Regions from separate parts of the Mus musculus genome. Here region 1 is linked to region 2. The links are chromatin contacts, called in public Hi-C maps. All regions are on one chromosome and are shown on one strand. Each heading gives the region's core, a stretch centred on a gene start, on an enhancer-like site or on the middle of the called end of the contact. The rest is flanking DNA. Distances are from core to core; before and after follow the strand shown.

Region 1 (3,797 bases), core at 990-3,489, 300 kb before region 2:
ACAACTATGTCAGTATCAGTCCTTTTTTTATTAAGTTTTGTTTGTTTTTTATATATATAAGTACACCATTGCTCTCTTCAGACACACAATAGAAGAGGGAATCATATCTCATTACAGATGGTTGTGAGTTCAATTCCCTGTGATTGCTAGGAATTGAACTCAGGACCTCTGGAAGAGCAGTTGGTGCTCGTAACCGCTGAGCCATCTCTCCAGCCCCTAGTATCAGTTCTTAAACTATCCCTTTACCTATTTTTTTCCAGATTGATTCAACTACTGAGACTAGCTACAAAAATTATGTAAACACCAATGTAATCTCAGCTCCTCTAGCCCGTCCTAAATGCCAGATTAAAGAGCTGTTACATAGCCCATGATAAAAGTAAATCCATTTAAAGCTATCAGCAGGTCAAAAAGAGTTAATAGGCATAAAAATACTAACTAAACACCTCCAAGTCCTGTTCCAGGTCCTGGGAGCGTGACAAGGGAAACCGAACCCATGCCTGCTCTCACCCAGTTTAAATATGCAGAAAGGAGAAGGTGTCAATACAGGAAGATCTGTCATCGTAAAATGGTAGTAGTAACAAGAGACCTAAGGGTCACATGGGGTGAGCACTAACTTCACTGTGCATGCCTATTTCAGGGCAGAGCCTGATATGAAGAACAAAGCAGCTAAGGCAGGAGCAAACACATCCCTGGGTACGGAGCTGCCAGGGTTGGCCAGGCAGTGCCAGAGGGGAAGTCACTATGAAGTGTGAGATGTGTAGTCAGGAAAAGATAGTCATCACATACTAAATAATAACTGTCCCCACTTTGTGTTTTATTCGTTATGTTTTTTGTGGTGGTAGTGATGGTGGTCTTGGTGTTATTTTGTGTGGTCTTGGTTTTATTTTGTGTGCCATAACCTCACACAGCCCAGGCTGACTTGAACTTGCTCTACTGCCAAAGCGAACCTTGAATTTCTGACCCTCCAAAGTGTAAACATTACAGGTGCAGACCACCATACTCAGCCTTTTTGTTTGTTGGTTGAATTTTTGGGACCAGATCTCACCATGTAGCCCTGGCTATCCAGGAGTCAGTATGTAGACCAGGCTAGCTATTAATACATTGCAATCCAGCTCCTGACTCTGCCTTATTGATGTGAATATAGATTGTAGCCCCTTTGAGAAAAGAGAAAGGGAAGGCAACAGATGTCAGCACATGAAGGTGTTTCTGCTACAGATTCTCAACGCAACTCAGATTGGTGGAAAACTTCAATCTATGCAAAGTCAAATGCTGAAGATAACAGGAATTTAAAACAGAAAAATGGGACATTCAAAACCCATAAAAACCGAGGAGGCTGATTCCATGACAGACTTCAAATTGGCAGTTACGGAGGCTAGGCCTGGGGCTGGGGAGATGGCTCAGCAGGTACTGACTGCTCTTCCATAGGTCCTGAGTTCAAATCCCAGAAACACATGATGGCTCACAACCACCAGTAATGAGATCTGACTCCCTCTTCTGTCATGTCTGAAGTCAGCTACAGTGTACTTACCTAAAAAGAGACTAGACCTGAATCTGTTTCCAAGATCTGGGCAACTCCAGGTCTGTCACCTGGCCTGAGGCAAGGACAGCAGCGGTTTCCAGACATCTCCTAAGAAGTTTCCAGCCAACAGATTACCATAAGGGTCACTGACCCTGGAAGTTACTAATGTGCTTTAAACCAGACCTGCAAGGTTCCGGTATTGGGAAACCCCAGCATGTTGGACTTCTACAAAATAAAACACTCTGTGTTTACATACTATTTGAGTCCAGGGTATCATTCTTTAGCGAATATGGAACCTTACACAACTTTAAAACAAACATTACCAAAATCAATGATCCAAATTAAGACACTAATAAAAATTTTAGTGGCTAACTTCTCATGAGAAAAATGTTTAATTTCAGGTAGAAAAACAAAAACCAGACTGTTTGAGACTGCTGAACAAGACTTGAGCAGAATCCAATCCCAGGGGTACCAATGCAGTAAAAGACAAAAAGCCTGGAGCCCTTAGAGTACTCCCAATACAAGGGAGGCAGAAGCTGAGGCAGGGGCATAAATGCAAGTGTGAGGGCAAACTAGTCTTCATATCGTTTTCCAGGCCAGCAGGACTATAGTGTGGGGCACTCTCCTAAAAAGGCAAAATGGGGTGAAAGGGGAGACACTGAAAAGCTGGTCGGCCAAACATCCCTGAAGAGTAAGCAAGAACTCAGTAGCCTCCTGAGCTGCTCCGGTTCATGAGCTCTACTGTTGCTGCTCAGGCAAAACAAGAACCAGGAGGACAGGGTGCAGAAGCCAGAGCAGCTGTCTTGTTACAGCCACTCAACTTCCCTGTTTTCCACACCCTGAGCCATTCTTTTGAGCTTGTCCTCAAATTTCCACGCTACTTAAACCCATGAGATATATGTGGTATTTTGCAAGGAATGGAAGTCAGTAAATTAAATGATTCCAAACTTTCCTTTATTCCTGAACTCAGCAGCTTTCATTCCACTATCCACACTGACACTTGAGCCCTCCTCAGGCAGCTTCAAACCACAGCCAGTACGTAACACCATGTACACAGGTGTCATGTCCTACGTGCATGTGGGCAGAGTGCCACTGTGCACAAGTGCAGGTCAGAGGACAGCTTCACCAAGTCCTTTCTCTCATTCCAACATGGCATTCTTATGGACTCAGACTATGAGTCTTGGAGGAAAGCGACCTTACCTCACTGGCCGACGTCATGTTTGCTTAAAGTTAATAGTAAACTACTTGGGGGGGGGGGGGAACACCGCACTTCTCAACTTGTAGAAATCATCTATGCCACTTTGTCAAAACAAAGGGAGCAACCTACCAGGGTACCCATCCAGAAGTCTGAGTCATTTGACAAACACAAAAAAGATAAAGGAGCCATGAAGCTCGCCAGCCTGTGCTGCACAAGAGCTGACCCAAAAAGCAAAGAGATTGAGAATTAACAAGTTCAAAAACACATCCACAAGCAAGCAGAGTGCAGCCTCAGGGGTCAAGTTACACACCCAAAGGGACAGGAGGCTACAAGAGGAAGAGCCCAAAGGAACAAATTCCTCCTGACTGCCACACAGAGCAACACCAGGGCAAAGTGCCAGAACACACTTCTCAGTGCAATTTCCTTCCTAATTAAAATTTACTGGTGAATTTTTAATTCTTTGAAAATATCAGTGAAGTACTGTGGCAATCACTTTAGTTCATTTGTAAACTAGAAACCCTGTTTCTCAAATGCAGATCTGGTTCTGAAGAAATAATCAAAACATTCCTTTCTGACGATTATTTGAAAACACCAGATCTTGACAGCTCAGTTAACTTCTACACATCCCTCTACTCCACACATCTCCAGTAGTTTTGGATTATCTAGGAAGTATGCATCAGTAGCTAAGGTCATGTCCAGCTCACAAGCGTGAGAGCCACTTCTATTTCTTTCTCCCAACTCTAACCCTCTCTTTCCTCTTCCATCTGTTTTGTTTCCACTCAGAACCATGAAATGAAAGAGCTCTGCCATCAGTCAACATTCAACACAGACCCAAAATGAAAGTGAAGTTCCTTCCATGACACAGCAAGTGACTTCAAAAGTCAGCAGGAGACAGAATGCATGACTTGTGCACTGCATAGCCTCAAAGCCTTACACGTGCACCGCAGTGAAAGGAAAGACCACCTGAGGTATATGGTGGACCAAGAGCTCACATAAGACCAGAACCAAAGAGAAATGGTTTAGTGAGGATCCAGATTACAAAGAACAGGGAGTCAAGAACCAACACAGAAGACCAGACAA
Region 2 (3,461 bases), core at 725-3,224:
TTTTTTTTAAGGTGAATTCCTACACCCAATATAAACACATATTAAAAGGGAAAAGGTGGGGCTAGCAAGATGCCTCAGCTAGTAAAGGTGTATTCTGTAACAACTGGTGACTTCAGGGTATTCTGTGACAACTGATGACCTCAGTTTACCACATGGTAAAAGGAGAGAACCAACTCTGGCAAGTTCTCTTCTAACCTCCATACACATGTGTCAATCATCTCTGTCTCTATCTCTGTCTCTTACACACACTCTTGTACACACATACACAGTAAGTAAATACATACATGTTTCAAAATAGAATTCAAATTAAGTTTTTACCTGAGAGTAAGAGTAGGTGAAGAGATAAGAACCAATTGCACAAACAGGGGAGATGGCTCAGTACTTAAGTGTGATGATGAGGACCAGAAGTCTGACTCCCAGCATCTATGTAGAAAGTCAGGCACTATTGCACGGACATGAAAGTTCATTGGTCAGAAAGCTTATATAAAAGGGTATGTTTTTCAAAACATTCAAACATTATTTGTATTAGCATCCAACCTCAGTGATCTAGTGGAGGGCTGGAGGATGTATTTTTTGAAGGAATTTTTAGCTACTTATTATGTAGGCCACAGTAAGCTGAAAATAGATTCTGGTGTATGTTTGTTGATAGGTAATAAAATCACAATTTGATTGAGTTATGGAGTTAATTGTTTCTGACAATAATTGTATATGAAGACATTTATTTTCACCAGTAGGAAGTTTTATTTTGAGAAATTTGCAAGTTCAAACTGAAGGGCTTGTTTGAAGGCACAGTTTGAGAGAGTAACTCAAAGATAATTACATGTTTTTGACATTCCGGAAGCCAAAGGCTGGGAAGGAACAAGAAGACACACAATATAAATGGCCTGTGTTTCATGGACTGTTACAGGGTTTCTTCAGGGTCTCAATATGCACTTTGAAAATAGGCAACTGTGTATTCTGCATTCAGTAGCACAGAAAACACTCATTTTCACTGACTTTTTGTACACCAGCTTGTAAGTTGAGGTTTTAGGATTCTGTCAGTGCCTGATCATCTCAACAGATTGGGTAAGGAAAAGGAGAAGTAAAGCTAAATGAAAAAAATTCTAACCTTTTATGTCTTATTGCAATTTAAAAATACTAATTTTTAAGAATTCCATAGACGCATATAATGTATTTTGATCACATTCACCCATACCCCCCCCCCCCCTTCCCAGGTTGAGCATTTTTGGGAGCAAGTCTGGCGTAAAAGTACATTGTTGACATGGCCATGTCAAGGATTCCAATGCCTCAGCCCGTGGAGGTAGCAGAGTGTTCCTGGGAGGCTCAGAGGATTACACAGCCTTCCTCAGTTCTTCATGTGGATGTGGCCAGTGTGCATAGACTTCTCCTCTTGGATGTTTATGTCCTGAAGACTGCTGTCCAACAGCCATTACTCATACTGAGATTTGCTAAGCCGTCTTCTTGTTCAGATGTGTATAACAACGCGACGCGTCCTCCTGTTTCTCTGTATGTAATAACCAACCTTCTTGTTCAGCTGCGTGTATTAACTTTCCTGTACAACTGTATGCAATAAACAAGCTGAGCTTTTGTGGTGCTGTGACTTTTTCACCATAGAGCCTGACTCTACCTTGGCTTCCGTGTGTCTATGTGGTCTCCCTTTTTATACTACTTTTATTCTTCTGAGATAATAATATAATCATCTCATCTCCCCCTTTACTTCCCAACTCTTCCTTTGCCCTTTTTCAATTTCATGGCCTCTTTTTTATTATTAATTTTTACTATATACATACATGTACAGACACACATACACACACACACAGAAGTGGGGGAGGGAAAAAGAGAACTCTACCCTAACACCACACCTAGCTGATTTTAGGTAAGTTCCGAGGGATCAAACTTGAGTCCTTATACTTCCAGGCAAACACTTTCTCATTTGAACTTTGCTCAGTCATTTTGGGAGTGTTAAAATCTTCTTCAGAGCCATTTCTAGTTAATCATTAGCAAGTGCTCCTTTTACTAGATAGCTTCTAACAGATAAAGCAAAGCCACTCCTCACGAACTTCTCTGTGATCAAAAGGAATAAAGCAGCTGCTTGTGAATGCTGCTGGTGTCCACGAATGGTACAATGCTGGGACTTCCAATCTCATCATTCATTTCCCTTTTAATATGCTACCAACCTCAATGTGTGCTCCTCTGTGCAATGCAGAAGAGTACACACTCACTAGCGTGGTGCCACTCTTGGTTCCCTTCTCTTTCAAACAGCTCCAAAAACACTGTTATCAGGAGCCAAGGCCACTTACCCAGCTCTTTGCCAACACACTGCATTAATGGTAATGCATGACAATGATTGGAAATAGGTTGTTTTTAAATTATAGAGTAAAAGCTTAGAATATTTACATAAAGTGAGGAAACCAAATATCAGCAGAGATGTACTCTGAGCTTTTTAGAGTGTTGAAGACTGGTTACTTTTTAAGCAAGGTTTTTTTTTGTTTTTTGTTTTGTTTTGTTTTTTACGTTAGTTAAGTTACTCTGTGTGGGCATGGGTGTAAGTGTGAAGGTCTTACCACAGGACCTTCACAAGAGGACACCTTACCAGAGTCAGTTCTCTCCTTTTACTATTTGAGTCCCAGGGATTAAACTCAGCCATCAGACTTAGAGACAAGCACCTTTACCTGCTGAGTTGTCTTGTTGGCCCAGACTGATCACTCTGCCTATAGAACTTAGTTACTACCTTTACGGAAATGTCACAGACTTCCTGGAGAAACTCATTTGCCCTCTGATATTGGCTGTGCATGTTCCCAGGCATTGTGGCCATGATCTTGCCAGTGTTTGCCAAGGTCCTTCTTGGATCAGGTGTGGCAGCATGACCATTTAGAGTTACTCAATCAGAGTGTCCAGGTTGGAATTGCTGCAGGTTGTGTTCTTGTGCTAATTATGTTACTTAAAACCTGTTTGCAATGTCCTGCACATAGGACTAAATGGAGCCTGTCCCTAGTTGTTTTTTGACTGGTCAATAATGTTACTGAAAGCCAATGGCTGGACAGAGACACAGAGGCAGGACTTTTAGGATTCTAGGGAAGGGACCAGGGAAGGCCGAAGAGGAGATTCTGCCATGATGAAGGCATAGGAGATAGACCAGGCTGGAAGGGTGTAGGAGGGTAAGACCACCAGCATGTAAGTGCAGGGCAAAAACAGCTTCAGGAGAGCTGCACAGCAGGGTCCAGTGGAGCAAAGACAAAAATATAGATTTAGTAAGTATTAACTCAGGAATATCATATAGGAACTGTATATGTTAGACAGTTAGGGAGTTAGGGAGTGGCCCAGTCATGTTGTTTAAGGTAAGTAAAATATAAGGCTATGTGTGTGTATCTTCTTTTGAGAATCCAGAACATTGGGGTGATAGTGAGAAGCACTCACACACCTGCCAGGAACCATAGAATGGATTGAAATACTATCTATTA

Evidence for each region. A called contact is a pair of places that touch in the nucleus more often than the background predicts.
Region 1: a contact with region 2 is called in a Hi-C map of liver, with 2.7 times the contacts expected there. The contact joins two enhancer-like sites. A contact is called at or near these places in 1 of 39 promoter capture datasets (neural stem cells), 1 of 15 datasets of contacts at CTCF or cohesin (the NIH/3T3 cell line), 5 of 484 Hi-C or Micro-C datasets (bone marrow-derived macrophages, extraembryonic endoderm stem cells, liver and 1 more) and 2 of 115 datasets of contacts at active chromatin or transcription factors (embryonic stem cells and microglia).

What each region holds. Positions count from the first base shown.
Region 1 is chr3:22,089,818-22,093,614 of GRCm38.p6, reverse strand. All of the region lies in intron 1 of Tbl1xr1 (transducin (beta)-like 1X-linked receptor 1), which reads right to left. Among named protein-coding and RNA genes, the nearest start is that of Tbl1xr1, 15 kb to the right of the region's middle. Within about 2 kb of position 2,239, at least 126 of the 459 cell types and tissues checked have an H3K27ac peak or open chromatin away from gene starts, as enhancers often do. A contact at or near this core is called in liver, where this site is marked.
Region 2 is chr3:21,790,979-21,794,439 of GRCm38.p6, reverse strand. All of the region lies in intron 1 of 7530428D23Rik (RIKEN cDNA 7530428D23 gene), which reads left to right. Among named protein-coding and RNA genes, the nearest start is that of 7530428D23Rik, 8.1 kb to the left of the region's middle. Within about 2 kb of position 1,974, at least 13 of the 459 cell types and tissues checked have an H3K27ac peak or open chromatin away from gene starts, as enhancers often do. A contact at or near this core is called in liver, where this site is marked.